Linked DNA regions of Mus musculus: all the other regions are linked to region 6. A link is a contact called in public HiChIP or PLAC-seq and promoter capture Hi-C data. All regions are on one chromosome and are shown on one strand. Each heading gives the region's core, a stretch centred on a gene start, on an enhancer-like site or on the middle of the called end of the contact. The rest is flanking DNA. Distances are from core to core; before and after follow the strand shown.

What was found. Promoter capture Hi-C pulls out the DNA fragments that hold promoters and counts their contacts. HiChIP or PLAC-seq counts read pairs in DNA pulled down with a chosen protein or histone mark. Capture Hi-C pulls out chosen DNA fragments and counts their contacts.
Region 1: a promoter capture Hi-C map of pre-B cells shows a contact between it and region 6, with 5 times the contacts expected there. The contact joins the promoter of Hax1 here to the promoter of Mef2d in region 6. A contact is called at or near these places in 3 of 39 promoter capture datasets (the C10 cell line, liver and pre-B cells), 1 of 484 Hi-C or Micro-C datasets (B cells) and 2 of 115 datasets of contacts at active chromatin or transcription factors (pancreatic cancer cells and thymic regulatory T cells).
Region 2: a contact with region 6 is called in a promoter capture Hi-C map of pre-B cells, with 2.7 times the contacts expected there. The contact joins the promoter of 4632404H12Rik here to the promoter of Mef2d in region 6. A contact is called at or near these places in 2 of 39 promoter capture datasets (liver and pre-B cells), 1 of 115 datasets of contacts at active chromatin or transcription factors (pancreatic cancer cells) and 2 of 9 other capture datasets (adipose tissue and liver).
Region 3: a promoter capture Hi-C map of liver shows a contact between it and region 6, with 2.4 times the contacts expected there. The contact joins the promoter of Efna1 here to the promoter of Mef2d in region 6. A contact is called at or near these places in 2 of 39 promoter capture datasets (both in liver), 1 of 484 Hi-C or Micro-C datasets (B cells) and 2 of 115 datasets of contacts at active chromatin or transcription factors (double positive thymocytes and pancreatic cancer cells).
Region 4: an HNF4G HiChIP or PLAC-seq map of pancreatic cancer cells shows a contact between it and region 6. The contact joins the promoter of Kcnn3 here to the promoter of Mef2d in region 6. A contact is called at or near these places in 1 of 39 promoter capture datasets (liver) and 1 of 115 datasets of contacts at active chromatin or transcription factors (pancreatic cancer cells).
Region 5: a promoter capture Hi-C map of liver shows a contact between it and region 6, with 3 times the contacts expected there. The contact joins the promoter of Il6ra here to the promoter of Mef2d in region 6. A contact is called at or near these places in 4 of 39 promoter capture datasets (hippocampal neurons, liver and pre-B cells), 1 of 484 Hi-C or Micro-C datasets (B cells) and 1 of 115 datasets of contacts at active chromatin or transcription factors (pancreatic cancer cells).
Region 7: a promoter capture Hi-C map of liver shows a contact between it and region 6, with 2.7 times the contacts expected there. The contact joins the promoter of Pmvk here to the promoter of Mef2d in region 6. A contact is called at or near these places in 2 of 39 promoter capture datasets (erythroid cells and liver) and 1 of 9 other capture datasets (liver).

What each region holds. Positions count from the first base shown.
Region 1 is chr3:89,996,738-90,000,943 of GRCm38.p6, forward strand. It overlaps Hax1 (HCLS1 associated X-1), which reads right to left and starts at 1,979. Exons shown (of 7, transcript NM_011826.4): 1 at 1,791-1,979; 2 at 1,001-1,266; 3 at 650-837. The coding sequence starts at 1,843. Gm19710 (predicted gene, 19710) reads left to right here and starts at 2,023. Exons shown (of 4, transcript NR_045749.1): 1 at 2,023-2,184; 2 at 2,408-2,560; 3 at 3,435-3,548. Ubap2l (ubiquitin-associated protein 2-like) reads right to left here. Exons shown (of 28, transcript NM_001165984.1): 28 at 3,551-4,206. The coding sequence ends at 4,159.
Region 2 is chr3:89,770,685-89,774,727 of GRCm38.p6, forward strand. 4632404H12Rik (RIKEN cDNA 4632404H12 gene) reads right to left here and starts at 2,716. Exons shown (of 2, transcript NR_130957.1): 1 at 1,818-2,716. It overlaps Ube2q1 (ubiquitin-conjugating enzyme E2Q family member 1), which reads left to right and starts at 2,925. Exons shown (of 13, transcript NM_027315.4): 1 at 2,925-3,354. The coding sequence starts at 3,028.
Region 3 is chr3:89,277,959-89,282,352 of GRCm38.p6, forward strand. It overlaps Efna1 (ephrin A1), which reads right to left and starts at 1,687. Exons shown (of 5, transcript NM_010107.4): 1 at 1,493-1,687. The coding sequence starts at 1,584.
Region 4 is chr3:89,517,754-89,521,951 of GRCm38.p6, forward strand. Kcnn3 (potassium intermediate/small conductance calcium-activated channel, subfamily N, member 3) reads left to right here and starts at 2,411. Exons shown (of 8, transcript NM_080466.2): 1 at 2,411-3,651. The coding sequence starts at 2,716.
Region 5 is chr3:89,910,723-89,915,097 of GRCm38.p6, forward strand. It overlaps Il6ra (interleukin 6 receptor, alpha), which reads right to left and starts at 2,474. Exons shown (of 10, transcript NM_001310676.1): 1 at 2,233-2,474. The coding sequence starts at 2,317.
Region 6 is chr3:88,140,947-88,145,141 of GRCm38.p6, forward strand. It overlaps Mef2d (myocyte enhancer factor 2D), which reads left to right and starts at 1,426. Exons shown (of 12, transcript NM_001310587.1): 1 at 1,426-1,728.
Region 7 is chr3:89,457,612-89,461,825 of GRCm38.p6, forward strand. It overlaps Pmvk (phosphomevalonate kinase), which reads left to right and starts at 1,507. Exons shown (of 5, transcript NM_026784.3): 1 at 1,507-1,853. The coding sequence starts at 1,759.

The sequences.
Region 1 (4,206 bases), core at 729-3,228, 1.9 Mb after region 6:
TGAGTTCGAGGCCAGCCTGGTCTACAGAGTGAGTTCCAGGACAGCCAGGGCTACACAGAGAAACCCTGTCTTGAAACAAACAAACAAACAAAAAACAAAACAAAACACCAACAAACAGCAACAAAATCCTAACTAACAAACTCAGAGGCAGGAGATCCCTGAGTTTGAGGCCAGCATGGTCTATATAGCAAGTTCCAGGTCAGCCAATACTACAGAGACTCCGTCTCAAAATACATAAACAAACAAATCAAATCAAATAAGAGAGGGGAGGGGACACTCTTGTAGAGGACCATAGTTTATAGTTCCCAGCAAGAGCATGGTGGCTCATAACCATACATAATTTGAGTTCCAGGGGATTCAATATCCTTTTTGACCTCTGTGGGCACAGGTACATGTGGTACAGAGACATTCAAGCAGGCAAAACACTCATACATATAAAAGAAAATAAATCTTAGATGAGGTGTGGTGGCACACATTTAATCCAGAGGCAGGCAGATATCTAAATCTATACAGTGAAGTAAGTTTCAAAACGAAAATCCCAATAATGAAGAAAATCTGGATAAATGAACTAATTAAAGGGGCTAAAATTGCAACTCAACTCTAAGAGATCCCACCAAGGGCTTACAGTTCAGGTGCAGAGAGTACTCACCCTATGAAAAGGTCCCTGCGACCCCCAATCTGGAGCTGGTTTTGGGGATTCAGGTTTTGCATGACTCTCCAAGACCCCCTCAAAGATCCTGGGTTGGTGACTATCTGGGTACTTAAGCATTGAGTCTCGTAGTGTCTGCCCCTCCCGCAGTCTCTCACCAGGTGTTTCTGACTCAGGACCTGGAAGTTCTGTAGAAAGTTGGTAGGTGATTCTGGGATAGGAAAGGCCTTAAACATTTTAAGTCTTTTAAAAATCAATTTCTGTAGACTATCCCAACTACTCTGCAAGTTCTGTTATTCATCACTAACCCACTAGAAACCCATAGGGTCTCCCTCAGGGAAATTCACACACCAGGAGAGTGGGAAGGCAAGGTCCAGGCCCCCATCTCGCTGAAGATGCTATTAAAATCTCGTACTAGATCATCAAAGCCAAAGTTGCCGTGGAATCGCATCCCTCCCCTGGGGCTGAAGCTGAAACCGAATTCCTCTGGAGGCTGAGAACCATCAAACGCATAGCTCTCTCGACCCCACGCGCCTCTGTCTTCCTCCGCTTCGTCATCATCATCATCATCGTCGTCATCATCTCGAGTCATCCCTCCAAAAAAAGGATCTCTGTGGCTGAGAGTGAAGGCAAATAAGCCACGAAGACTTCAACACTGTCTAAGCCATAAAAATCAACACAAGGGCAGCAAACTGGGCCAAAGAGGGGTCTGGGCAGCTGAAAACACAGGAGATCTGGTTTCAGAACAACGTTGATGGATCTATTAGGGTTTTGTATTGTTTCTAAACAGAGCCTCTCCGCACCTCCCAACAGCTGCCAGACGACCCATGGTTTTTCTTCAGGGTCATCCAGCCTACTACTAATCGCCCAATTACTTGCTCATGGTCCTCTTCCCCAGACCCCCATTGTTTTCTCCGCCCAGGTCCCTGTTGCATCACCCAGGTCTGGAGAAAGCTGCCGTTTCTGTCCTCTTAACCACTGCTTTGATTACTGTGGCGGGGTGAGTACTCAAGAATGCGATCTTTGACCTCTCAGCAGGAGTTGAAGGGGGCGGGAAAGGAAGCTTTCCAAAAATATGATGAAGGGGTCAAGTGTCCACCAAAACACCCCTCCCGTATATCCAGCCCAGAACTATTCTCACCTCCGAGGTCCAGGAAAGCCGAAAAAGCCTCGGAAAAGATCAAAGACGCTCATTCCAGTAGGGGCACTAGAAACTTTGAAGCTCTGCAGCCCATGGGCAACACGAGACCACGACCAGCTTACGCTACCCTGTCGGATATAGCCAGGGCTCAGCGTTCGCTGCCGGAAAGCAACCCTACGGTGCGGCGTTGTCGTAAAAGTCGTAAGCCGGAGGAAGAGGCGGGGCTGACCGTGCTCCTCAGACACGAAGCTTCTATACGCTACCTTTCAGTTTTGAGTGAGGGTGGACGTGCGAAATTCCCAGTTCAAGATCACGTCCCTTCTAGGAGATTCTTTCTCCTGCTGATCTGCCAGGCCCCCGAGGGGGGTTTCCGTTTCTCTCTGGAGGGTCCCAGGTAGCCGCCAGAGGGAGTGGCCTGTTCAGAGGCCTGCTTCACCCCAGGATCAGAAAACACCCCCCACCTTGTGTTTTGTTTTAGACTGATGTCGGTGACGTCTAATACTAGGCTAGGCGAAGTTACCTAGTTCCTTAAACCGCGATTTCCCTACTGCTGAATAAAGATGCTAGGAATCTCTTCAGCTAGTAGGGAGTTTTTAAGCTTGTTTTTTTCGATACAGGGTTTCTGTGTGGTGTTCAGACTGTCCTGGAACTGATTGTAGACCAAAGGGGCTTACAAACCCGCCTGCCTAATGCCTCCCAGATGCTGGGATTTAAGGCGGTTACCACCACACGCTGCTTTTAAAAAACTAAACAGATGGCCAACTAACAAGGTAAGATTTGTAGACTAGGCAGGAACGAGAAGCTACTTGTGTCTTGGGAAAACCATGCCGTAATGAAATTTGATGGTGTTTTAATCCACTCGGGAGGTATAAGGCCAGCCTGCTCCTCACTGAGTTTCAGGCAAGTCGGCTACAGAGTGAGACTCTGACTCAAAATAAACAGACCTCCCTCACCTCCTCAGCACAGAGGATATTTGCAGTTTTGGAAGGCTGAAACAGGATCTCGAGTCCCTGGCAATATGGCTCTTACAAAGAAAAATGAAACTTCTCTTTCACGTAATTGAAGTCCAAAAACCTTTTACTGCACCATGCCCCCACCCCAGGTCTTGCTCTAAGATCATCCATTCTTTTCCCAAAATGTAGGCATTTCAAAGCCACATAAAATAGGCAAGGCAGGGTGTAGTGCTGACAACCTTTAACCTTAGCACTCAAGAGGTAGAAGCAGGCAGATCTCTGAATGTGAGACCAACCTGGTCTCCACACCAAGCTCCAGGCCAGTCAGGGTTACATAGTGAGACTGTCTCAAAAACATAACTCAGAGAACAAGAACTACTATACTCCTCCAAAGAGAAAAAGACCCCAAGATTGAGTTCTGCCGGCCAGCAGCTAATGCTGGCTTGAGACTTCAGAATCCTTTAAAACCATGCTTAGATTCCCACAAGGTCCTTTGCCTTCTAAATGTCCTTAGCTCCTTCCCCTTTCACTTCCTGAAACGTGCTGTAGATGAGGCAGTTTCTAGAAGAAATGAAGATTTGCAGTAGTTCTTTCCAGTCACAGAATGTATAAGGAAATCCCCTTAAGGGCAAAATATTAGCACATTAAGGTGAGAGATCTTAAAGGGCAAAGATTTCACTTTATTCCACAGCCTTCGAGCCTGCTAGAAGAGGCCCCAGTTGGTACGGTAATACTTATTCACCAAGCTGGTCATCGACGAGAGTGAGGATATCCTAGACGGAGCAAGAATGGGCAGAGGCTGAAGGTAGAGGTTTGTTTTTTTTTTCTCCTTTTTTTATATATATATGTATATATATATATATACAAGACACATTAATCCATTAAATTTGAAGACACAGTACAAAAAAAAACACTTCAACTAATCCATCTGACAATGCTGTTCATATTTATGACGCCATTTTGTGTGTGTGTGTGTGTGTGTGTGTGTGTGTGTGTGTGTGTCTGTATGTGTGTGTGTGGTTTGGTTTTCCTAATAATAAAGGAGGAGACTTAGGGCTGTTGGGCTGATATATATTTGGGGGGGGGGTCACCTTCCCACCTCACCCATACACCACCAGGGTGAACAGGAAGAAGTGAAGGAAAGGCAGGGCCCACAGCAAAGTTTCATAATCTTGAATGCAAAGAGAAAGGAGGAAGAGGAGGGGAGGAGAAGAAAATACAAATCCTATAATACATACAACAGGGTGGGATGGTATAGGGATGGGACAGACATGAAGCTGAGGTGTGGGATGGGCCGCTGGGGGTGTGGAGCAGCGGAATCGCCCCACATTCTTTTCTCTCTTTGATGCTGTTTCCATAGTTTCCAGGCTGAGAAGCCCTCTCAGAAGATGGGACAGGAGAAGAGGGTCAGGGCCTCAGTTGGCCCCCCAGCTGTAGCTGTTGTAGGCAGACTTGTTGGTCTG
Region 2 (4,043 bases), core at 1,466-3,965, 1.6 Mb after region 6:
AAAGAGACGGTGCCTCACATAGCTGAGGGAAGTTAAGAACTTTCTTACACAGCTACAAGTTCCACAGAAGCAAGATAATGGTCATCTCCACCTTCAAAAAAATCCTTCTCTTAACCCCTTGTTGGCAGCATGCCTTTGATGTGGCTTTAAAGTGGCTTTAAAACCCCACTTGCAGTTTTAATAAATCTAATTGTAATTTGAATTGAGTTTGTAGCCTTTGCTGGTGTTCTCACACTCTGTAACTTGAGACATGTCAGCTCTTGCTCCACCCGTGCTACTCACTCTTCAGAAATGAGTGTCCTTCATTCAGAACTCCTTTCCAGATGGCTAGTCTTCCCCTCTGAGGCACTTACTACAGCTAAAAGTCAGTGCCTGAGTGTGTCTCTGTGCATTAAATGTCTGCTTTGCTTAGTTTGTATTTATTGTTAGGAGGGGCAAAGGCCATGGCATGGTGTGTGAAAATCAGAGGACAGCTTTGTGGAGTCTATGCTCTTCTACTTTTTTGGGTACCTAACATTATTAAACTCAAGACACTAGGCTTGTGTGGCATCTGACTGGCCCAAGTGTCTGATTTCCTGTCAGGTTGAGAAAATAAGGACTGAATCTGTTTCATTTAATGCTGTTTCTTCAGTGTATCATACACAGTAGGTGCTCAGTAAATATTTGTCCATTTCCCACATTTAACAAGGCAGTTTGTTTTGTAGATTCTGGTTTTATAATTTCTATTTTCCTTAATATGAATTCCATGAGGGTAGGTTGTTTTTAATCACTTGCCTCTGCATTCACTAAATAAATATATCTACTTCATTTCCAGTTCAGATGGCAACCACACTCATGCCCAATTATCTTAGGTATGATTTTACATGAAGCTTAGCAGCAACCAAAAGAGCTGAGATGCTGAGTGAAGTAGCAATAGAAGGCACCATGCCCCACTGACCTTGACTTCTGGGTTTCTCAATGACAAAGCATAGCATGGATGAGGCCCTGGGCTCAATCTTCAGGACAATAAGTAAATGTATACATTTAAAACTTGTATATGGGGTTGGGGACATGGAAGACCTAAAGTTCCAGTTCCTTGGGTAAGGGCTAAAGGTCATGTGATCTGTGAAAAGTTCTAAAAGGAAGTGTGTGGGGCTAGTAGAATAGGGGAGTTGAGCAAGGTGGTGCATGTGTGCCTATAAGTTAAGCACTGGGAAGCTAAGACAAGAGAATAAGATTCAGGCCAGCCTGGACTATATAGCAAGACCCTGACAATAACAATAAAGGAAGCAGGCAAGCAGACAGAACAGGGTAAAGGACGTGGAGACAGACTTAGAAGTTCTGCTCAGTATCTATACATCCTGACCTTTATCTGTAAAATACAGGTTAAAGCACTCACCTTGCAATGGTGTTAAGGGTTAGAAATATTTGCTTAGTATTCCTGGCTTGGGGAATGCTTGATAAATTAGACTTTTTACAATTACTCTTTTTGTGTGTGATGATGGGGGAGGGTGTCAAATTTGGAGCTTCTACTAGCTAAGCAAGCATTCTACCACACCCTCAGCCCTTATTTATTAGTTATTTGGCCGAGAAAGGAGTTTACTAAGTTATCCAGGTAGGCCTTGGCCTTCTGACTCTCCTAGATAGTTGCGACTACAACCCTGTTCTGCTAGGACTGGCTTACCCTAGTATTTTATGCTTCCAGCTTGTGGACATAGGCACAAAGATGGTATGCAGCTAAATGTTCAGGCTGCTCTGGTCATTAGAAAAACCAGCCCCACCCACACACCCACACTCATCCCCCCAGGCTCAAAGAACACGAATTTCTTAAAACATACGGAGTTAAACTTGGCCTAGTAAAGCTTTCTGCTAACATCACTGAGTGAATCAGTAGCCCAGCACCAAGGTACAGTCAGCTTCCAAAAAACATAGAGGTGGTGACGGTAGACGGGCCAACGGCTCACATGATGAATTGGTCCCAAACCCATCAGGCCTTACAACATCCTGGCACCTGCCAGTTTGCAGCTCTGGGTTTCAGGACCCTCCGTTGTCCTTTGTGATAGTGCCACCTAGTGGGAACGACGAGGTACTGCCGCAAACTTCAAGCCCCGTTCAGGATCAGTGCGACGAGGTGGGAAGAAGAATAGCAGGTAGGCGTGGGTGTCGTCTATGCAACCCCTAGCTTAGTACTCTGCACTCACACATAACGAAGCCCTGTGATTCTGTGGAGGAAGCCGCACCATCTGTCCCCTCAGACGTAGCTGACCAGCGACCATACTCGATACTTCAGTATCCCTGCACAGAGCCTTTGGGAACAGGCTAAAGAGGCCTCCCCGTCTTGTACAGTGCCATTGTTGTGATGGAGAAACTGAGGCTCCCCAGGAGCGTAGATAACCCAAGGTCACACACCATAGAGGAACCGCAGGGAGATCCAAGTCCGTTTCTCCGACCGTAGCGAAAGGCGCCTTCCCGCCGCAGACGCGGAGGCCGGTGACCCGGCCCGACGACCCCCATGGGAATACAGGACAGACACGGCCATGCGCCGCACGCGGGGGCCGCGGGACGCAAGCAGGAAGCCAGAGTCCCGCGCGGGGAGCCCCTGGGAACACAGGCACCGGCCACGTGACAAGAGACGCCGGCCATGTGACAGGGAAGCGCTGGCAAAGGCCCCCCGGTGCACGGTCACGCACGACGCACGTACACGCACGGAAGCGCTTCGAGCAGCGAGGCGAGGGCCTAGGGTCACATGTGGAGGGTGACAGGCGCGGGCCGGGGGGCGGGAAAGACGCGCGGATCACGTGCCGGGGGCCGGAGCTCAGAGGTCACGTGAGGCCGGAGGCGGGGCCGCCGCGGAGGGGGAGGGGCGCGCGGCTTCCGGCGGCCGTGGGGGGGGTGGGCCGGCGAGCGGAGGGGGCCTGTCCCGGAGGTGGCGGCGGCGCCATCTTGGCGAAGGGGGGATCAGGAAGTGCGGACCGCGGCGGCGGCGGAGCCCGGAGCGGAGGCCGGAGGCTCCCGGCCCGCCGGCCCCGGAGCGGAGCGGAGCGGAGGATGCAGCAGCCGCAGCCGCAGGGGCAGCAGCAGCCGGGGCCGGGGCAGCAACTGGGGGTCCAGGGGGCGGCGCCGGGGGCCGGGGGCGGCCCGGGAGGGGGCCCGGGGCCAGGGCCCTGCCTGAGGCGGGAGCTGAAGCTGCTCGAGTCCATCTTCCACCGCGGCCACGAGCGCTTCCGCATTGCCAGCGCCTGCCTGGACGAGCTGAGCTGCGAGTTCCTGCTGGCCGGAGCCGGAGGGGCCGGGGCCGGGGCTGCGCCCGGACCCCATCTCCCCTCCCGGGGATCGGTGCCGGGGGACCCCGTCCGCATCCACTGCAACATCACGGTGAGGACCTCGCTTGCGCCACGCTGGGGGTCCCTTGTCTGGTGATCGAAATCACACCATACAACCTCCTGCTCTCGAAGGACCCGGAGGCCAGAGCCCCCCTCTTGGTGCTTGGCTCCTTCTCTCCAGGCTACACTTGTTTCTTCAGCTTGAGGTTCTGTGGTGCAGTCACAGTCTCTACTGTTGACCCCTGAGAGCAAGGGACATCGGGACATGTGGCCCCTCAACCACCTCCTCCTATGAATCCACCCACACCTCAGGTTTTATGATTTTGGCTCCTTCTGCTTACTCCTCCACAACTTTACCATGTCACCTAGAAATGACCCATTCTTCTCCCCACCCCAACTCTAATAAGATTCCAGGCCTGTGCTGGAAGGACGTAGCCTGGAACTCAGCCCGGTTCCATAATGACCCTTCTCAGTAGTTCTTTCCACTTATATGTACCCACCTGTAGGCTCCCTGCCTAGGCATCCCTCGTACAACCCCTCTTTGCTCCCTGAATTTCACTAAAGAATAGTGCCGTTCATTGACCCCACGTTGGATCTCCTCTTACTAACTCTGGTGTAACTAACCTTTAATTCCTCTTTTTGCCTTGGCTCGTAGCAGCTTTGCCACTTCCTCCCCACTCCTGGGGTCACATCTGCTTATCCTAGGTGACTGTCACCTTTTCTGGTGGTGACAGCAATGTG
Region 3 (4,394 bases), core at 437-2,936, 1.1 Mb after region 6:
CTCATCTCTTCCCCCAAGCTGGGCCTGGCTAGACCGCCCATGACCTCCACTCTAGACTGGCTTTCCTGTGGCTGTAAATAAGACAGGGTTATGTGTGTGTCCAGAGGGCCAGGGCTGAAGCTATACTTAGCGTACTATCTCCTACACTTAACCTGCCTGTGACACTTAAGTCTCCATTTGGAAAAGGGGGCTCTATTAGTGGTGGAGTAGACAGGGAGGGGGGCAAGGAAGAGGCTCCTTCCTGAAAGAGAGGAAACCTGGGAGCTTGGGAACGGAAAAGGCCAGGGTTCCCCCCTCCCTACTCATGACTTCCCGTCCCCTCCTCCTCCTTCAGCCGACACCTGGCATGGGCATAAACAGGGACTTTGCTCTTTCCCACTACTAGGGCAGGACTAGGTCAGGAAGGCAAGGGGCAGGCGCAAGGGCAGGCGCAAGGGCTGGTGGGGCGCAGCAGCACTCCAGGGCCAGGAAGACAGTGCCTTTAGGGTGGCAGCTGGCTCTATCTTGCCCTCCGACATGCCCTAGACAACAGACCCTCAATAGGCAGTGCCAGAGGAAACTGGCCCAGCATCTCTCTCAGGGGAAGGGGAGGCAGGCTCACTGGATCTGGGAGGGAGGGGTTTAGTGGCATTCTGTGGCCTCGACTTCTCACCTCTTCTTGTTCCACCATATCCCCCTCTTAGGTTTGGCCCTAACACTCTTCTCATAACTTGAAGAAACTCAAGGGCAAGAACAAAGGGCCCGACAGTGTCTTCCTCTCAATACCATTTGCTTCATAGCCCTAAAACCTGCTCCGGAGAAATTACCTCCTTCCTGTTACAGCCTTTGTAGCCCTGTGAAGCCCCACTCTGCTCCTCCCCAAGCTTCCCAGCGACACTCCTCTTACCAGTCCCTTAGTGTGACCACCTCAGCCACTCCCTCGGTCGACCCATACACAGCATGTGCCTAATTTATGCCCCCCCCAACCTTGGAGGCACTCTTCAGGGTCATCTTAAACACAGAATGAATATCTAATGCCCAAAACCTAGATTCCTACGGAGGTTCTTTCCAAGGCTCCCTGAGCGCTGTGCTTACTCTTGACGTCCATAGGTGCCTGTTAGTATACAAACGCCCAAGTGGCACACAAAAATGAGAGTGCACAGAAGTTTCATGGGGGGACTTAGAGAGCCCCGGAGGCCAGGGCCAACGTTCCAATTCTCAAGGCAGGAGTGCCCAGCAGGAGAGCCTTACTTTAGAGTGATGAGATGCCAGAGGGCAGAAAGAGAGGGCTGAAACAGCCAGCGCCTGTGCGAGCAGGCATGAGCAGGTTTCTGCCCTGGTCGGCTGTTGCCAGGTAGTAAGGGGAGATACAGACGGAGGTGGGGAGCTATAGAGTCCAACCCATCCCTGGCCACCTCTCCTAGGCGCAGGCCAGGGGTTGGCAGGGACAGTTACCCTGCGAAAGGCCATTGCCAACCCGGCACCCAGGCTGCCAGGGAGTCTCAGGGCTTACTTGGGATTTGAACTGTTCCAGAAGACGATGTGGCGGTCAGCAGCGGCCAGACTGCAGCACAGACCCAAGAGAGGGGCCCAAAGGAACTCCATAGCGCGGGGCCGGGCCGAGCCAGGCCAGGACGAGAGCTCTGCAGTGTAAGGTTCCCACAGGCTTCTCCACGGTACAGTAGGCACCACGATCACAAATCTGGCCTCTTCGCTGCTCGACTCCGCCTTTTGGGCTGGCGCCGCCAACACCAGCCCCGCCCTCGCCCCGCCCGACGCGCGCTGCCCCAGGGCTTGATGGCTACGTTGGAGGTGGAGGAAGGGAAAAAGACTCTGGGAGGAAGGACTCCCATATCTCAGCGACGGAGAGCGCTCCGGGGTCTGCACAGATCCTCCCATAGCTGTGTGTGCTCACTTACGGGTGTGGGGGTGGGGGTGTCTATGTGAGGCTCTGTTGGCTTTGTGGGACTGAAAGCCATAGCAAGCTGGAAAAATGGAAGAACTTATACGTGTGGGTCTGGGAACCAGTGGCTTCAGGACTTGGCTTTGCAGCGCGGGGCGCCAATCTTGTCAGGGTGTGAGGTGGGGGGATATAACCACACCTTTCCTGAGATTCACACCCAGGCCCGCGCACTCGCCTTCTCACACTCTCTCGTGACCCCCTCCTCCCCCCGCCCCCCCAGCAACACTCCCCCATGCCTTGACTCTGGCTTGGCTGCCCCTCCCCACACAGACGCGGCTGTTTGTTTTTGTTGGGTTTGTCAATGTTGTCTTTGTTCAAGAGATTGTGTCATCGCTTAGATGCCGGGAATAAAGTGCGACGTTGTGTGTGATCGAGCGTGTAACGTGTGCGGCCAGGGCTAAGGGCTACTCAGTCCATCAGTACTTTATGCGAGAACTCATAGTTGGGCTCAGGGGCTGTAGGGGGGGATGTTCCTAATATTTTCAATAGCGCCAACGTACGCTAATGACCTGTTTATACATTTCACGTGTGTCTTGAGCGAATGCGCGCTTGCAGATGGAATGTGGGAATATGGTCATGAAGAGTGACAAACTAACCGACCTGACACATGTACATATGGCGTGTGTAAATGCGTGTGATGGCGGGTAGGTGTAAAGACACTTGTGTGTGGAAGCGTGTGAAACGCCTGACATACATATGCTAATGTTTGTGAACAGTGTGTGAAGAAGAGGAGAAACGTGTTTGGGCGTGCAGCGGGGGTGGATTGGAGTGGGGGGTAGTTTGGGCGGCTGTGTTTGACTGAGTCTGACTTGGGTCTTCCAGTCGGTGGGCTCTCAGTACCAGGCTCAGAACCCCTCCCCCTCTCCATGTAAACAACCCTGCAGGAATTCACCTCTCGAATCAGCAGCTGTCTGGAGAGGGGTTGGCGGCGTCTGCGCCTGAGATGGAGCTGGCGGGCAGGTGTTTGATTAGGCTCGAGTGCATTCTTGGAGCCGTAAAGTCAAAAGCTGAGTGCTTGGTAGTTTGCGTGTGTGGCGGTGAGCCCGTGTGCGTTGCAGGGTGTGATGGGCGGGGGTTTCTGTCCCTGGTCTCTCTTCTTTGCGGCTGCGCATCAGGGCAAGGCGCGGACCCGGGGCTCTTTGCAGGGTCCGGCCCAGCTTCCGAGGCTTCCAGGCCGTTTCATCCCGGTTTTTTACGGCCAGGCTTGGCGGCAGACCCTGTAATTACATCGGGCCAGGACGCCGTGGCCAGCTCGGTGCTGAGCCTGCAGGGGAGGAGCCAGGAATTGAGGAGGGCTCTGGCTTTCCTCCTTCCCTCCTAGGAGGTGGGCCCTGCTTGTCGCTCTCACCATAAATATTTACTGAGCTCCAACTAGGTGCCGCGCCCCGTAACCCCGCACTAGGGTCAGGGTCCGTCTTTACTCAAGCATACGCCACCGGTGCGCAACCTGCCCTAGGCGACGTGCCTGAGTCCCATGCGTGCGGCTCGTCCCTCCTTCCGGGTTCGAAGTTTATCCGCTGCCCTAGGGAAGCACCTCACGCGCTTTTTGCTCACCTGGAGGAACACCAAGGTGAAAGTCTCCCACACACACCACGAGGGTTCCTTTACTTCATAGGGTTTGGTTCTGTTCTCTGCTTAGTGCCCGGCGCAAGCAATAACAGTAGCCGGTCATTGTTGAGTAATATCACTCACTCTAAAGGTGCAAACTTGTGGCTGCTGTGAAACTCAAAGAGGAGTTAGATAGTGTAACATCTTTAGAGAAAATAGCCCAAAATTGCCCCCGGGGAAGATGGCTTTGGTCCGGATCACCTCTGCTGGCAGCCAATCTCCCTCCGCTCAGCCTAGGGAGGACGTGCCCACCTCCTGCCTGCCTGAGTGTGAGGCTGGAGCAAACTGGATGGAGAGGGTGGCTGAAACCTGGGCACTGACTGGACGCAGAGCCTCTGGCTTAGGATGATCTCCAGCATTTTCACTTCAGGCCTTGATCCTATCCATGTTTTTGCGCTTTTAGAGGTAGCTCATCTGTTTAGGCTACCCCTTGGCTGGATATTGCACCTTAGGCCGCAAGGATGAGGCTAAGATAAAGTCTTCTCCCTCCGGGAGTCCTGAAGTCGATAGTGAACTTACGTTTGGGCACATGTTTTCCTGGACTTGAGTAGTAAAGGAAATAAGTTTGGCAAAACAATCTTGCTAAGTGCTGAGACTCAGTCCCGCAACACATTCGCAGTGCTCCTGGAACCGCTGCGCCGCCTGGTGGGCAGAGAGGAGAGTTTCCGGCTCTGTGAGATGCGGACACAGACAATAGGAAGGACTTCAGAACACAGAATAAAATCTAGGCCTCCTGGGCATCTCAGTTCTAGCTCGCCCCGGCGTGTCTGGCTTTGTTTGGGGCTACCTGTTACCCTAAAGTTGTGTACCTGCGTTGTCTCTCAGCACTCCATCCCCAGGCAAA
Region 4 (4,198 bases), core at 1,161-3,660, 1.4 Mb after region 6:
AGCTGTGGATCGAAGTGCATCTTATTTATGCTGAATGACCATCCATGGCAGTCAGGACTGGCCCTCGGGTATGTATGTGCACCGGTGTGTGTTTACTGCTCACAGAGATCAGAAGAGGGCATCCAATCTCCTGGAATTAGAGTTATGATTGTTTGTGAACCACTGTATGCGTGTGCTCCAGCTTTAAGTACACCCCATCTACCTTTTCTCAGGACAAAGTTGCTGCACCCAGGGTGGGAGCATCAGTTTCAAGTTTAGACCACTCCCAGGTGAACCTCTGGGCTCTGGCTGTAGAGCAGCTCTATCCAGGATAGTGGCATACCTGCCCTATTTGGATCCTGCTGTGACCCAGGAAGGTTAGTGGAGGCAGAAGACAACCTATTGTGGTAGAGTGGGCAAAGAAACTTCCAGGCCTAGAAATTAATTTTCCGCAGCACAGAATCTATATCTGTCATGAAAGTCCAGTACTAGCAGCACATTTTTGCTTCTAACAATGTATTAGTATTAATTTATTTTCGATCATAAAACCTAATCATGTGATCTGGAGCCTTGAGTCAGACTGTTGACTCTGCGGATTGAAGAGGGAGGGAAATGAAGGAGGCAGGTGAGAAGAGGGACTGGGCAGGCTGACCATGTTGGAAAGTAAGGTAGGGACTTGGGGGCCTGTCTGATGATGGAAATGTGCCTGAGACACTAGGCTTGTACCAGGGCGTGTGCACATGAGTGCATGTGTGTGTGTGTGTATGTACACATTGCTCCATCATCATTGATAGCAATCTTGTGCAAGATTGATTGTCATTATCAGGTAGCTGAGGGTGTGGTTTATGGTGCAAGCAGTTTACTCTCAGTCTTCATAGCAGCTTGCAGAGGCGAGGACTGGTATGCAGAGGGCACTCAGCTCATTGGTGGGAACTCTACCATGCTCCCTGGCATGGCGATTTGATGCTTGCTATTCAGGGGGAAAGCTCTGGAAGCATGATGGGTGTGTGTGAGCAAGTGTGTGCTCATACCTGTACACGGGTGTGACCACACACATGCATCTGGATATGTGTACTTCCACACTTATCTAGGGGAGACACTAGACAGAGGCCTGAGGATGGTGGGGAGCTGGGAAGTGGATAGGAAGATGCTCCCTCTTAGAGCCCAGGTGTGCCTAGAGGAATTCATAGCACTCCCCCCCCCAATTGCTAAGGCTGTCCCAATTAAAAATGGAAATAAATTCATCTCTGGTCTTGTCCCCTTGGAGAGTCTTCTGCACACAGTGGGAGTCTAATAAATACTTTATGAGGAGGAGTCTGAACCAGGGAAGCCAGCAGCTGTTTCCAGCTCTGACTCTCAGAGACCCATGGGGCAGATCAGACATGGAGCCACTGGGATTTCCAGTCGTCCTCATCGACCCTGAGGTGACTCCAGACCCAGCTGTTCTGGAAGAGGCTGGATCCAGGTTACTAAAACATCCTGCTTTGGGGAAGTTGGCTCTTCCTTGACAGATTCTCTTTGGCCCTTTCCCATCCATCATGTGGATACTATTTATTGAACAGCCACTGTGTGTTGATCATCATGGGGGGGGGGGAGCATCTAGGCAGCGGAAGAAGAGTGGTGGACTCAGGCTGATCTCTGCTCAAATCCTAGTGCCTTTAATTACAAGCTGGGTGACAAGAGCCATATTTCTTATCTGCGTGTGAGTGGGCTTCTTTTCTTTCCTTTTTCCTTCTTTTATTTCTTTTTTTAGGATGATGACGTCACTTCATAGGGTTGATGTGAGGATTGGAAATAACAGAGGCTCCTGTACACAGCGCAGGTGCTCTGACAGTGGTAGGTAGGTGAGCTTCTCCCTGTCAGGAGTGGGTCCCTTCTGCTTCTGTCAGTTTATGCTCAATGCCTCCCGGTGTTAATTTTCTTTGTAAAATATGAGCACAGTCCCTATCCCCTTGGGCTTTTGGAAGATGTACCTGGAATCCAATGTGTAAAACAACCTGTACAGATACTGGCTATTAATCAACGTTTGTCCTCCGGTCCCGGTTTCCCCAGCATGGTGACAGCTTCCCCTTTAGGGTGCTCTCGATCCCTTCCTTTCATCGCCCCAGCGCCAACATTCAGCCGGGATTGCTGTGGGCATCAGTATCCTGACCGTACCTTTCAGAGGAAAGAAGGCAGGTGCTCAGCTTGCGGGTGGAGTGTGGAGGGGTTGGAGTGGTAGTGGTCTTGGAGCAAAAACTACAGTTCCCAGCCCTCGTTGCGCTGCCACCCGGCGAGGAGCGAAGGATGGCAGGCCCCTTCTTGGAGGCGGAGCCTGAGAGGGAGGCGGAGTTTGGAGGGGTTGGAGAGTTAAGCCAAGCCAATGAAACCGCTGGCTAATAAGTGGGCTTGGCTTGCCATATAACAGTGTCAGGAGGAGGAGAGCGAAGCTATTGAGCCAGCGAGGAGTGAAGCTGAGTCTGCTTCATACACTCCTAGAGGACCGCCTTCAGAATAGAGTTCTTTTCGCCCCTTCCTCCTTCCCCCGGCTCCTCTCCTGGCTTTTCTACCCGCCCAATACAATGCATACTCGAGTGGCAGCCCCAGAGAACTGAAGCAAACCAAAGAGAGAGGACTGGAGCCAAGACACTTCTGGTGGGGAATCTTGGATGCCTGGCTTTCTTTGAGGTCATCTTTGGAACGAGGGTGGCTTTGGGGTGGAGGGTCGTGCTGCAGGGAACTCAGCCAGGCCCCAAGATGGACACTTCTGGGCACTTCCATGACTCGGGGGTGGGGGACCTGGATGAAGACCCCAAGTGTCCCTGTCCATCTTCTGGGGACGAGCAACAGCAGCAGCAGCAACCGCCACCACCGCCAGCGCCACCAGCAGTCCCCCAGCAGCCTCCGGGACCCTTGCTGCAGCCTCAGCCTCCGCAGCCTCAGCAGCAACAGTCGCAGCAGCAGCAGCAGCAGCAGTCGCAGCAGCAGCAGCAGCAGGCTCCACTGCACCCCCTGCCTCAGCTTGCCCAACTCCAGAGCCAGCTTGTCCATCCTGGTCTGTTGCACTCTTCTCCCACGGCGTTCAGGGCCCCCACTTCAGCCAACTCTACCGCCATCCTCCACCCTTCCTCCAGGCAAGGCAGCCAGCTAAATCTCAATGACCACTTGCTTGGCCACTCTCCAAGTTCCACAGCCACAAGTGGGCCCGGTGGAGGCAGCCGGCACCGGCAGGCCAGCCCCCTGGTGCACCGGCGGGACAGCAATCCCTTCACGGAGATAGCTATGAGCTCCTGCAAATACAGCGGTGGGGTCATGAAGCCCCTCAGCCGCCTCAGCGCCTCTCGGAGAAACCTTATCGAGGCTGAGCCTGAGGGCCAACCCCTCCAGCTCTTCAGTCCCAGCAACCCCCCAGAGATTATCATCTCCTCCAGGGAGGATAACCATGCCCACCAGACTCTGCTCCATCACCCCAACGCTACCCACAACCACCAGCATGCCGGCACCACGGCCGGCAGCACCACCTTCCCCAAAGCCAACAAGCGGAAAAACCAAAACATTGGCTATAAGCTGGGACACAGGAGGGCCCTGTTTGAAAAGAGAAAGCGACTGAGTGACTATGCTCTGATTTTTGGGATGTTTGGAATTGTTGTTATGGTGATAGAGACCGAACTGTCTTGGGGTTTGTACTCAAAGGTAGGGACTGTGGTTTCTCTTTATACATTCAACAAAAGGAGTATGTAGACGAGAGAGAGAGAGAGAGAGAGAGAGAGAGAGAGAGAGAGAGAGAGATTGATTTTGAGAGATTTCCTAACTTCCCATGTTTTTCTTCCATGGTCCTGTGAGAATTCCTTTCTTGCTTCCCTTTGTGGGGACATCCCCACACACTGTGTCTAATGTGCAGACTCTGTGTTTGGGAGGATTAAAGAATCCCTTCTGAGAAATCGCTCTTTTCCTCCGGGCTCACGCGTACTAAAGCATAACCCAGCAGCTTAACGCACCAATTAATTACACTCTGCCTTGATGTGTTTGCCAGTTCCTGCTACTTCCCTCCTCGCCTCCCCTCCCTGCTCCACTCCATTCCCCCCCCCCCATAAAAAAGAAATAAATGTCTGGGTGGGGGTGGGGATCCTGTACCGTTCCCCAGCTCCCCCCCCCCTTCCCAAGTTTCTATTTCCCTTCTCTTCCCAGAGAGACTCCAGGGTAAAATGGAGATGTTCCCGAGTCTCTCCCAAGGGCACCG
Region 5 (4,375 bases), core at 1,224-3,723, 1.8 Mb after region 6:
CATCGGTGCTGCTGCGTGTTTTCTTGCCTTACAGAAGGAAAGGGGGACTGAAGCCACCCATGCCCAGCCTGTCCTCAGTCAGCAGCGCCTAGAAAGTTTGACCTGGCAGAAGCCTCAGTCCCAGCTGGTCCTGGGCCCCAGGTGGAAGAAGACACAGGAGTCCTAGCAGGCCCTGGAGGGGCAGACTATGAAAATCCCACCTGTTGGTGCTGGAGTGATGGCTCAGCAGTTAAGAACACTGGCTGTTCTTCCAGAGGACCCAGGTTCAATCCCTGCACCACATGGCAGCTCACAACTGTAACTCCAGTTCCATAGGATTTGGAACCCTCACACAGACATGAATACATGAAGGCAAAAACCCACTAAGGATGATGGATGGAGGAGAGTGTGTGTGTGTGTGTGTGTGTGTGTGTGTGTGCGTGTGCTGAGCTATCTCGCCTGCCCATATATATATGTTTATGTATATCTTCCACCCATGGGTTCCCCCCCAGAGAGCCATCTCCATCTGGCCTCACTTCTCTAAAGCCAAACATCTCAGTCATTTGCTCCACACTTCCTGTTTGGTGCTTGTTTCTTGATTGTCACTCTCCAGTTTGTAGCTGTGCAAGTGTGGGTGTGGGAGATGGGCTGGGGACTTCTCTGCCTCTTCCTTCTAAACTGGCAGGGCTTTCACTTCCTCCCCAGACTCCCAGTTCTGCCTTCTAAAGGCTGTTTGGGTCAGAAGACACCCCCACCCTTGGGTGTCCTTTCTGAACCACAGGAAAACAGAACTCGCTGTCTCCGAAGTGCCTTGCAGCTCCTTAGGAACAAAGGGAAGTGGTGGTGGGGGCGCTGGGGTATGTTGAGTAGTAACTGAGACAGGCAGAGAGGCCCAGTCCTGCTCTCCCAAGATGGAAGAGAGGACCTCAGTCCTGCCTGGCACCATGAACAGCTAAGCGGGGATCTTCTCTTTCATCAGTGTCTTCTCCCCCAGAATCCCACCAGATGATAGTGGTGCTCAGCCTACCCCAGACGCCCTCAGCTGTACCCACAGGAGAACACTGAGACACGGAGGGGCCTGATGCTTCCCATTGCATCTCTCTGAACCTCAGGCTCCTCCCAAAGCTTTATGTCAATCCTGTAGAGGATTAAAAACGTGTAAAATACAGGGTGGGTTAATACCTGAAATCCCAGCACTCAAGAGATAGAGGCAGAAGAGGCACAAGTTTGAGGCCAGCCTGGGTTATGGGAGAGCCTGTCTAATATATATATATATTTTCTTTATATATATATATATAAAGAAAATATAGGTAGGGGTAACAAACCAAGCTTGAGGAATTCTACCTTCCAGGCAGAAAGAAAGCCTGGAAGCCACTGTCCCCACGACCAGCACAGGATAAATCTCCCCCATGTCCTTTGGCTCTTTCTATGTTGTTGAATAAGCCCTCAGCCCCTAAAATAACCTGTAGAGAAGCAGTCTCCCAGTTCCTCCAGAAGAGACCAGGCAGGCTGCTGGGCCTGAAGCCAGAGCCCACAGAGAGGCCTAGACCTACAAGGCAGAGTGCAAGGAAGGTAAACACAGTGCCCCTACCCTACCCTCCGCCTGGTCCACCTGCTAATCAGGGAGGGCTGGGGCAGGGGGCGGAGGCACAGTTCCAAGAGGTCCCACATCCTTTGCTGTCAAACTCACAGGATTGGGATGGATGTGGGTGTTGGCATTCTGCATGCTAGGGCTAGTTGGCTAAAGGAGTAAGTTTGTGAGGCGGGAACACCCATGACTCAGAGCCCATGATGTCAGACCCTTCACCGTCGGGTCACTGTCATTACACACGACATGGAATGTAGTAGAACTAAGGAAAGCCACGCGAGGTGCCACAACTAAAGCAGAGAGAGCCAGTGGCATAAAGGACTCTCCAGAAGGGACTACTACTGTTCCACTAGGGCGCGCCCTCTGGGTATCTCTTTTTGGAGCGACCCGGGATGCAGTTGAGTAAGACTGGGAACACTGGGAACCAGACACCAGAGTCAGGTTTCAGGAAAACACACTGTCCTGTACTCAGACTTGAGGTAACTGGCCAGACACAGACAGGAGCACGCAGTTATAGGCGCTAGACGCAACAGGGGGCGCGCGAACCTCCACCGCGTCAGCACAGGTGAGTCAGCCCAGGCTAGCAGCCGGTACCGGCGGGGCTCACTCTGCGAACGGAACCAGACAGTGTCACATTCCCCACGCCCGCTCCGGGTTCCTCTTACCCAGCGCGCGGCAGCTCCCGAGGACCAGCGCGACCGCGGGCGCGGCCAGCAGGGCGACCAACAGCGTGCAGCCGACGGTCAGCATGCTTCCTTCTACGCGGGACGGCGGGCGGCAGAGCGGCTCCGCAGCCGGGGCCGGGCGGCCGGCAGACTGGGGCAGCGAGAGCAGTCGCCCTCGGCCTCGGGCTCCACACTCAGCTCGCACTGCGAGCGCTCGCCCCGGCGTGGCTCAGATCGGTGTGGGCGCGACTTCCCACATGCACGTGACACACAGCAGCCGGCCGTCCTGGCAACAGTGAAACATTTGAGGAACCGGTGCTGAAGCTCCTCTTGGCAGCCCCGGCTCGCGGTTACGAAAGCCCAGTAGGATGGCGCAATCGGCCAGCGCTCCGGGCCACCGGAGGGGGTTACTTCCTGCAGCCGCGCCACACCTGAGCCCCCAGGGACCCCCACCAGGGCCCCTCCCCAGGTTTTGACGCTGAGATAAGGAGAAATATCCCCCTCCTTCCTTCCATCCGCGCCTCCGCTTGAGTTTTGCTTTCATGAGCGCCAGCCAGTGGCTCTGGCTGTTAAAGTAGAAGGCAGGTCAGTGTCCTGGGTGCTTACGGGAATCAAACAGGGAATCCGAAAAGACACCGATGTCTGCTTCGAGCCCAGAGATTGTGATTTAATTGGTCTGAAGGAAAACTTAGGCGTCCATAACCTGAGAAAAAGATTTCCTCTCATCTTCCAGTGGAGGAGCAGCTCTTTGAAGGCTACTGCAGAGGCAACGAAACCAGTGTGCGCTTTTGAGTCTGGCCCAGAGACACATGTGTTACCCTCCTCAAGATTGCTATCCCGATCCGGAAGTCTCAGTTTTCTCACCTATTAGAGATGTATTTTTAAGCCCATGATAAAGATTCCTGGAAACACTGTCGATGTACCTGGAGCCTAACTGCTCAACAAGGAGTAGGGCTTTGATTACCCATCATGACTTGACTGGACACAAAGGAACCGGCGTTTGCTATTTACCAGACTCCACCAAGGTTCCCTTCCAAGCTACAGAGCTTGAAGCTACAGGGCAGCTTCCCATGCAAATGCAGAGGGAAAGAAACACACTGAAAAGAAAATTTAGGGCTGGTGAGATGGCTCAGCGGTTAAACGCACTGACTGACTTCCGGAGATCATGAGTTCAAATCCCAGCAACATGGTAGCTCACAACCATCTGTAATGAGAAACAAATAAAACCTATGGGCCTGAGCGAGCCGGGCCGGAGCAAGAGGGAGAAGGGAAGGGATAAGAAAAAAAAAAGAAAGAAAAGAAAATGTAGATGGGGAGCCCTGGACCTACACCAGTATGTTTTAATGTATTCTTCCATTTCAGGGTTCAGCTGATTAGAGTCCATGGGGCAACTGGAATGTGTGTGTGCTGGCTGAACCCCTAAATAAGACATGACCTTATTTAAGCAACATGCTGGCCTCAGACCTAGGCATCCACCGCTCTCTGTGGATGTCAGAACCAAACCTGTACCCAGGACAATGGGATTGGTTTTGATGGCACTTCCTCAGCCACGCTATAAGTCGGAGAGAAAGGCATGGTTGTTCTCTCTCCCTGTGGTGGGGCAGGCATTTGGGAAGCAGAAGCAGGTGAATAGCTGTGAGTCTAAGGCCCTGTCTAAAAAAAATACATATTTTTTTCTCCTGCTATTTAAAATGGGATTAAATAGCAAGAGGATGTGGTAGTACACACCTGTAATCCCAAAACTCTGGAGGCTGAGGCAGGAAGATCCAGAGTTCGAGGCAAGCATAGTGGAACTTGCCCTATCTTAAAAATATAATTAATTTCCAACAGACTCTCATTGTGCTGCCTCCTTCCTTTCTGTGGTAAACAGAGACCTGAAAATAATTGCAGAGAGACAAGTTGCTGGCCTGAAACAGGAAGGCTACAGAAGGCTGCCAGCTCAGATAGAAGGAATGTTGAAGGCAAGAGCAGACATCTCAGACACGACCCGGCAACCCTGGCCAAGTGGCTTCCCCCCATCCACCCCGTTTTGATCCTGGAGTGTGGGGGGGGGGGTGTTCCATAGTCAGATGAGTTTAGTTCCCATCCCAGGTCTACTGCTTGATAGCTGTAGGATTTGGGCAAGTTATAGTTAATTTCTCTG
Region 6 (4,195 bases), core at 176-2,675:
ACTGCTCAAGGAGTACTGGCAGCTCTGTGCCCCCACCCCCCATACTACTAGGAAAACTAAGGAGCAACATTTGGGGACCATGTGTGATCCTACATAAATCAGGCTTCTGGAAGGAGGGGCAAAGTGGAAGGGTTGAAAAGGGAGGCCGAGGGACTAGAAGCCTACGTGCTTCCTGTTTAAGGAGGTACATATATGCCTCCAAGCTCTTTGCAGAATAGTCCTATTGAACTGGCCCACTATGAGCCTTTTCTGAACTCACGCAGGCCCTAAAAGGGCTCATTTTCAGCTGAGCAGCCCGTGTGGGTCATACAGTGCAACACGAGGCACTGTACTAGTCTACTGGGAACTAAACTCACACCAAATTCACAAGTTATGTACCTGGCCTTACCACCTTCAGCTTACCCAAGAGGATGGAGAGTTAAGAGATGTGCTTTGCTCTTTTCAGAAATAGTGGAAAATTTTGAACCAAAACAGTCTGACTCCGAGATTATAAATTTTCTAACCCACCACTTGTCGCCTCTTCTCATCTCTCCCACAAGAAGCCAGAACAGGGACTTTGTTCAGTAAAGCAGACCCTAGCTTGTTGAAGAACCTCTTGCTTCTGTTTTGCTAAGGCTTTGAAGTCCACGCCAGACTCTGTCATTTCCTCAAGCTCCAGGTAGAGCCAGCCGAGGACTTGTTAGTGACAGGATGCGGACAGGAAGTCTGACGGGTTAAAGGTCCAGAAGCAATGGAGCGCACAATCTTGTTGTGAAGCACTTAAAAATTCACCACGCCCAGAGGCCGTCGGGGATTTTAAAAGATTTTTTTTTTTGAGAGAGTTATATTTCTTCAAGACAAGGCTTCTGGATGTTTCCTGTGAGGCAAGGGAGGTAGTGGTTGGGGTCCCGCCCCTTTAAATTGCCCCCTCCGTAGTTAAGTGCGCTGGGGCCCGCAGGCACTAAAAGATTAGATCACCCGAGAATTATGCACTGTAGCTTTAAATGTCTGGGCGTCAACCGAGCCGGGTCAGGGGAAAGGAGGGGACCTGTCACAGGTAGAGGGAGCAGCGGAGCTCCCCAGGTAACCACGAGATAAGAGAGCGCGATCTGGCTTCGGAGCTTTGTCACACAGTAAGTGTAGGAGCTGGGGCCTACCAACACTCTTATCTCCCCAGAACTTATTTACTTAGATCCCTGCCAACTCTGGAGCTGGGGTGCTGAGGTACCCGCAGCCTCGCTCTGTCCCGCAGGCGGAGGGATCTGGGCTCCACGCGCCGTGGTCGCGCGCCCCAAAGGGGTGGGGCGCAGGCCGCGGGCAGGGGGCGGGGTTGCGTCCCAGGCCTCCCTGCCAGGCCCCGCCCCCAGCCCTGCGGGGCCCTCCCATTGGCCCCCTGCTTGTCCATCACTCTCGTCTTTTCCCCCCCTCCCATCTCGCAAGCTAGGCTGCGCGGTGCCTACGTCGGCCTCGAGTCTGGGGCTGGAGGAGTTGCCTTTGGAGCCCGAAAGGAGGAAGGAAGCAAAATATCAACAACCGTCGAGGCGGCTTGGGCGCTCGGCTGCGTGCCTGCCGCCCGCCGCCGCCGCCCCCGCGCGCACCAGGGGGTCCCGGCCCTGTGGCGCCGCCCAGGCCGCGTGGACGCGGCGCCTTCGCTGTTTCCCGTCGGAGCTGCGGCTTCGCGTAACCGAGGATTCGGCGGACCGGGCCGAGGCTCCGGGCGCCGTGACACCCCGTCCCCCCCACGGGCTGGTGAGTCACGACGCGCGTCGGCCCCTTTAAGAACCCCTCCCCCACGCCGCGCGGCCGGGCTCAGGGTGGTCTGGAGCGCGAGGGGTGTACGGGCGCCCTGGCACGAGCGTCCCGGTCCGGGCGGGGCGACGGAGGCAGTGTTGGTGCTGGGGTGTCTGCTGTGACAGCCGCGCCTGGTACCCGAGCCCCCGTCGCCTCGCGCCTTGGCGGGCGCAACGCACGTGGCTCCGGCCGCGATTTCGCGCCCGTGGGGGCCCCCTTGGTCGGGCGTGTCAGCAACGCCGGCTGGAGAACCCCTGGACAGTAGTTTGCAGCTGTTAACACCTGGCAGGACCTCTCCAGGCCTTTCTCTTGGACGGTGCGGTGCGGGCCGAGTCAGTGCGAGTGGGGTTCGAGTGGTGAGGCTGGCCCAAGGGACTACTGTGCTCCCGGCCTCCCACCTCAGAGATGGGGCAGGGAGGCCTCCCAGAGATTCCATCGAGCCCTCGGGGTTCCCAGTGGCCCTGGACTACCCAGCTTGTCCTGAGTGCCAGTTCTGCCTACGACTGACCGGCACATTGGGGCCAGGCTAGGGGAGTACAGTGGGTGGATCCCGTTCCCTCCTGCCCTACCCGTGTGAGTTTCCTCCGAGGCCTGTTTGGCTGTGTGAGTGGTGGATCTTACCCCTCCCCCTAGCCCTCAGTGGGTCTGAGCTGCCTGACTGTGGGAAGTTTGCCGTCTGGGACGGTGACCTTGGGCTGCTCTGGCCGGATCTCGGAGAGGAGCCTACTGAGTGCGCTTGGCCTTGGGAGCTGTCCACCTTCTGTTCGTCTCCCTGTATCCGCGGTAGGTATCCGCCGAGGGGAGCATTGGCGAGTTACCTGACAGTGTTCTCAGACACCCAGCTTCTGGCCTCTGGCCACCGAGCCCCAGTGCTCAGCCTGGCTGTCCCAACTCCCATGGCCTTGCCTGTGAATGAATTTCCTTCCTGCGTCTTCCAGGATGGGGGTGGGGTGGGATGATTGTGGGAGTGGCTGAGAACCTTGTTATGTAGGGTGGTTGGGGAATTCTGGAGCTTCTGTAGAGCACTTTTCCCATATACCCCAGAAATGGACACTGAGGCTTTGGGATTTCAGTGGTCATGTTCTTTGTTTGTGACTGCTGTGCCCTTCATACATAGACCCTGTGTGTGACTGCTGCGTGTACTTTTAGGGAGTCAGGAGCTTTCATTCATTCCCATACTTACCAAAGTGGTAGAGCATTTTACTTAAGGTCACACTTCAGCTTTTGTATCAGACTTATGTCTTCCCTCTTTCTGCCATATATTTCATGTAGGGAGAGACTCTAAAGATTAAGAATAAAGACACAACAAGCCTTGCTCATGCAGGCGTGAGCCTAGAGAAGAAACAGGACCCAGACAGAAAGTATGGGAAGCCTCGTGTTGGGGGATGGGCACAGGGCTTGTGCTGCCTCTGCTAAGCCCAGTGGCTGGAACAGGGTGTGGGGGACTTGGACAGGAGGCAGGTGCAGGTTGCCCATCCCCCTCTGTGTGGTGATATGGGGCTGGAGGGCCCCAGCTCTCTGCTCTGGCTCTCTAGCTTCTAGTGCACCTCCTAGGCTGGGCGATGTGACAGGCTGGCTGGCTGCCGTTATATAATCTCTCTCCAGCAGGTTTTTTTCTTTCTTCTCCTGGTCTTCCTTGGTGGTGTGTTGAAAGGTAGAGGCAGTCTCTCCAGGTTGGGAGCTGGACCGGGGGATGGGTTTAAGTTCACTGAGGCCCTGCTCTGACCCTGCTCTGGAAAGGGGCCTATGCTGCAGCATCCTTGGCCCTTATGTCCTTGGCCTGGAGGTCTGTCCATCTTCCTAGCTTTATCTTCTGTGCCAACTGAGTTTCCTGTTCTCCATGGTTTTTCTGGCCTAGCACAGGTCCACACTAGAGTTGAGTTGGTAGGCTGGCTTTTTTCTTTGTTGCCTCCACTTCTCTGTCCCCTACCTAGACAATTGTGTGGCCTACAGAAGAGCTGCAGACAAGGGGGACACTATGAGTCACAAGTACAGTTGGTGTTGTCCAGGTTCCCTAATGGGGCTGATGATCTGAGGCAGGCCCAAAGCCATCGGCCAGGGTCAGATCTAGGGCTGTGGATCTGTGGTGGTGGGCTCTCCCCAAACCTTGAGACCTTGGCCAGGACACCTGGCCTGAGAAAATTATCTCCCTTTACAGGGAAGTGGGAAGGAGGAATGGTCGCATGCCGCACAGCCTCCGCATCGCTGTAATCACTGGTGGCTTTTATGGGGCCAGAGTCCAGCTAACCCTCTCTGTCCTCCTGTCCTAGTTTGGTGACTTACTCATTGGGGAGGGGGTGGCATTAGCTGCTAGAAGCTGTGCTATATAAGCAGACATCTGGCTGTGTGGTGGCTGACATTGTCTACACAGTTAAGAGAAGGCTGGATGGAGCCTGGATATCAGAACTTCCATTGAAACCAGGTT
Region 7 (4,214 bases), core at 257-2,756, 1.3 Mb after region 6:
TGGGACTAGAATTCCAGGGAAATTTGATTCCAGGGTGGGGCTGAAGGAAGGGGTGAGTTATGTCAGGCAGGTTCAGAATTCTGGGTGGAAGTTCTGATTTCTTTTGAGTGAGGGCTTAGTGAGCAGGAGGCCACAAGTGACTTCACCCTATATAGGCTTCGTTGGCCTGGTGAGAGCCAGCTTTCGGTGGGACCCAGAGAAATATTTATTGCACAGAGGTGGGACAATGTGCTGACTTACAAACTGTGAAATCACAGTGCTTAAAACAAACAGTCTGCTGTGAGTGGATACTTTAAAGTTTACAAAGTATTTTGTTGTACAGTTCTGCTTTCCTCTGTTTACCAAGCCTCTCACTTCCTTCTCTTTATTTTATTTTATTTTATTTTATTTTATTTTATGGCCCAGGCTGGCCTGGAATTTGTCTGCTTCCATTTCCAGTGCTGGCTGGCACTTGCCACTAAACCTAGTTTATTCAGTGCTGGCCCTCAAACCTAGGCTTAGGCAGAGGCTCTATCAACAGACAGACATCCTCAGTTCTGGCGATCCTCCCCGGTCCACTCTTTCTGTACCTGACCACTCCTGTTCTTTATTTTAAAATGATTTATGTGTTTTGCCCGTATGTCTGTGTACCTCGTGCATGCAGTTCCCACAGAGGCTAAGGGAGGGCTTTAGGTCCTCTGGAACTGCAGTTCCAGCTGGTTATGAGCGGCTAGGTGGGTGTTCAGCAAGGGCAGCCAGTGCTCTTAGCTGCGGAGTCATCTCTTCGCCGAAGCCTCTTTCGAATACGCAAAGAAATGATTTTCCTAAGAGTTTCTTTACGTTTCACTTTGGTTTTCACAAGACTTTGCAGTCTTATACACTGGAGGCAGTCATAGGCTGCAGGCTTTATTTTGATAAGCTTAGAAAAATGTAGGACAGCAATTTATATCTACAGATAACAGTAAGTAGGTGTCAGAACACTCTTAGTTTTGCCTCTCAACTTCTGGCTGGATGTTGGTCTCCGGAGGAAATTGGGTAATCTTGTTCAGAGTGGCGTCAAAACTCCTTAACCTAAGTTACTAATGTCACCAATGTTCTTTTTCGAGATTCTGAAAAGCTTTGGAGAGGAGTATGCGGCTAAAGAAAAGATCACTTAGTTCCAGCTGGAGGCTTCAGCAGTTACAAAACCTTTTCAACAGTGAAATAGCATACTGTTCATTAAACCCCTCCCTCGCTATGACGTCAAGAAACACACCCTATCATGTCATTGTCTGGTTACTTCTTTGGAAAGAGCTATTTTTAGTGCGGGGCAAACACATATTTGCTTTAGAGCATGAGTTATAACGTACAAATTAAAAGGCAGATTTGAAAATGCCTTCAACATTACTATTTTTCTTTATCTTTATGTTTGGCCGGTTGTGTAGAAGGGAACTTGAGGCTAGTCTTTCCAGCGTCACTCTCGGCTCACCTTGTCAGCCGAGAAGGCGGGGCCATGACGTCACATCTGGGCGGGCGTGGACTGTTCTAAGTGCGTGCTGCGCAGGGGGGGGAGGGCGGGGGGGGGCGGGAAAGGTACTTAGATACTAGGCTGCAAGGCTCTTTCCCTTCCAGTTTCTACGCCCATTCTCTGCGCGCTGGTTTCGATGTGGGCTGTGTAGTGTGGAGAAGGAGTGGGATCCCTCCTCCTTTTTGCTTCTACTGAGCGGGTCCACTTCGTGCTTGGCTGCATTTCAGGGGTCCGAAGTGTCAGCTTTAGGCCTGGTGAAGCTTGGTGGCACCATGGCCCCGCTCGGAGCCTCCCCGCGTCTGGTGCTGCTGTTTAGCGGGAAGAGAAAATCCGGGAAGGACTTCGTGACCGAGAGGCTGAAGAGCAGGTGTCCGCGGGTGCAGGGAAACCGAGGAAGGGCGCTACCGCAAGTGATGGAGGGCTTTATGGAGGGAGCTCGTGGAGGGCAAGGAGGGACAGGATGACAGGGCAGGGGAAGGCAGACCCTCACGGTCAGTAAAACAGCAGCCTGCACAAATCTCCCTCAAAGAACTAGGGGACTGCCACTGCAGATCTATGAAGATGTAGCTCTGCCTTCAAGAAACATGAATTACTACTATTACTATGCTGGCACCTTCAACGTGCCATTCCTGTTTGATGATTGTGGTCTGAGGTAACTGGCCTAGATAAGGAGACTAACAAGACTGTAAAGGTTTTTTTTCAAGACCACGTCCTGAGTGTGTCTGCTGCAAAGAGAATCTGCCCAGAACACCCTGCAATGGCAGGAATTTATGGAATATTCTATGCCAGGTGTTGTGCGTCTATATCATCTCATTTAACCTATTTAGCTTCTTTACCAAATAGTGGTATTAGCAATCCCATGTCACAGATGCAGAAGCAGGGGCCCTTAGGAGCTAAAACCTGGTGTGTGTGTGTGTGTCTCTGTGTGTGTGTGTCTGTGTGTGTGTGTGTCTGTGTGTGTGTCTCTGTGTGTGTGTGTCTCTGTGTGTGTGTGTGTGTGTGTGTGTGGTCCAGCAGCAGGGAGAGCTCATACATGTAGGAGTTCAAGGCCAGAGTGGACAACATGGTGAATTTTTAGTATTAAAATTTTTAAATTTGCTAGGGTTATAAAGTAGCAAACTCAGGATTTAAATTCAGCTTGGCCTGCCTGGAGACACCGTTCACTCACTCTGCCCTGCCTGGAAACACCATTCACTCATTCTGTCCTTCCTTTCTAGATATTTATTTTCAAAGATGTGTTTATGTGATGGGTGTGGGTTTGTGCCTTGGTGTGTGCGAGTGTTCTTGGAAGCCAGAAGAGGGCAGGTGATCCCCAGAACTGGAGTTACAGATGGTTGTGAGCCTTCATGTGGGTGCTGGGAATAGAGCCTTGGTCTGTAAGAAGAGCAGCACTGGGATTAAAGGCATGTGCCACCACACTTGGCCCATCTTCAGCTTTTAAGAAAGCATGGTTCTCGGGGTTGAGCTAAGACTGTCAGGCTTCTGAGGCTCGCCTTTCCCCCAGCCTTTTATTTTTCTTAAGTGATAAGAAAATATTCTAGGAAACACTGTTTTTTGTTTTCTTCTGGAAACTTGGGCTGGGAAAGCAGAGAAGGGGGAGAGAGAATGCTGGGGCTCCTCTCCAAGGGCAAGGTGGTCAGGACACCACGTGTGAGGTACCACAGCCATTCCAAGAGGTTCAGGGGAGCCCTGGGCTGAGGTTCTTACCCCAAACCTTTACCACTAAATAATCACCATCGGTGTCTAAACTTTACTTGTTCTTAGCTCCACACATAGGCAGAAGAACAGCCGGAAGCCTAGACGATGGATGGGGTTCGGCTGCTGGGAGTTCACGGCCTGGCTCAGTGCTTAGTGGATGGTGTACTGCAGATGTCTTATCTGTTCTAGTCAAGTTCTGCTATTGTTAAATGGGCATTACATGGGATGGCTAAAAGAATCAAAGGAGCCAGCCTGTCCCGGAATACAGTGTTGGCTATTTTAATTTACTGTTTCATTACCCACAATGTTACTTTTCTTTTCTTTTTTTTTTTTTTTTTTTTTTTGATTTTTCGAGACAGGGTTTCTCTGTGTAGCCCTGGCTGTCCTGGAACTCACTTTGTAGACCAGGCTGGCCTCGAACTCAGAAATCCGCCTGTTTCTGCCTCCCAAGTGCTGGGATTAAAGGTGTGCGCCACCACCACCTGGCACAATGTTACTTTTAGTTAACTTTCTTCACTCATCCTCATTTTCTTCATCTGGAACAAGAACCAGGCTAGTGAGGTGGTTCAGCAGACAAAGGCACTTGCTGTCAAACCAGTTGTCCTCTGACCCCCCCCACCCAGAAATGATTTTTTAAAGCGGGGAGCACCTATTTCATAGCACACAGGAAACAATTGTAAGTACACTGAGTATCTCAAAAGGGCAAATTATTAATGTTGCGGTAACCAGGTCAACGTTTACTAAGGTCTCTGTGGCTCTGAGAGGTTTATGCTGCCTTTGGAGTCCCAGCATAAACCTGATCCAACCAGAACATCAGCAGGTCTAGAGTTTCCTATGGCAATTATTTAATGCCTTCTGCCTGTTCAGGGCTCTTTTATATGCCTTTGACTTTTGTAATAGTCCTGTGTGACGGTAGGGCAGATGATGCTATTATTTTATCAGTGAGCAAAGAGGATCAGAGAAGGGGAGGCCAAGAGTAGAAATTCCTACGGTAGAAATGAGCAACAGAGGCACTACGCTCCTCTTTTGG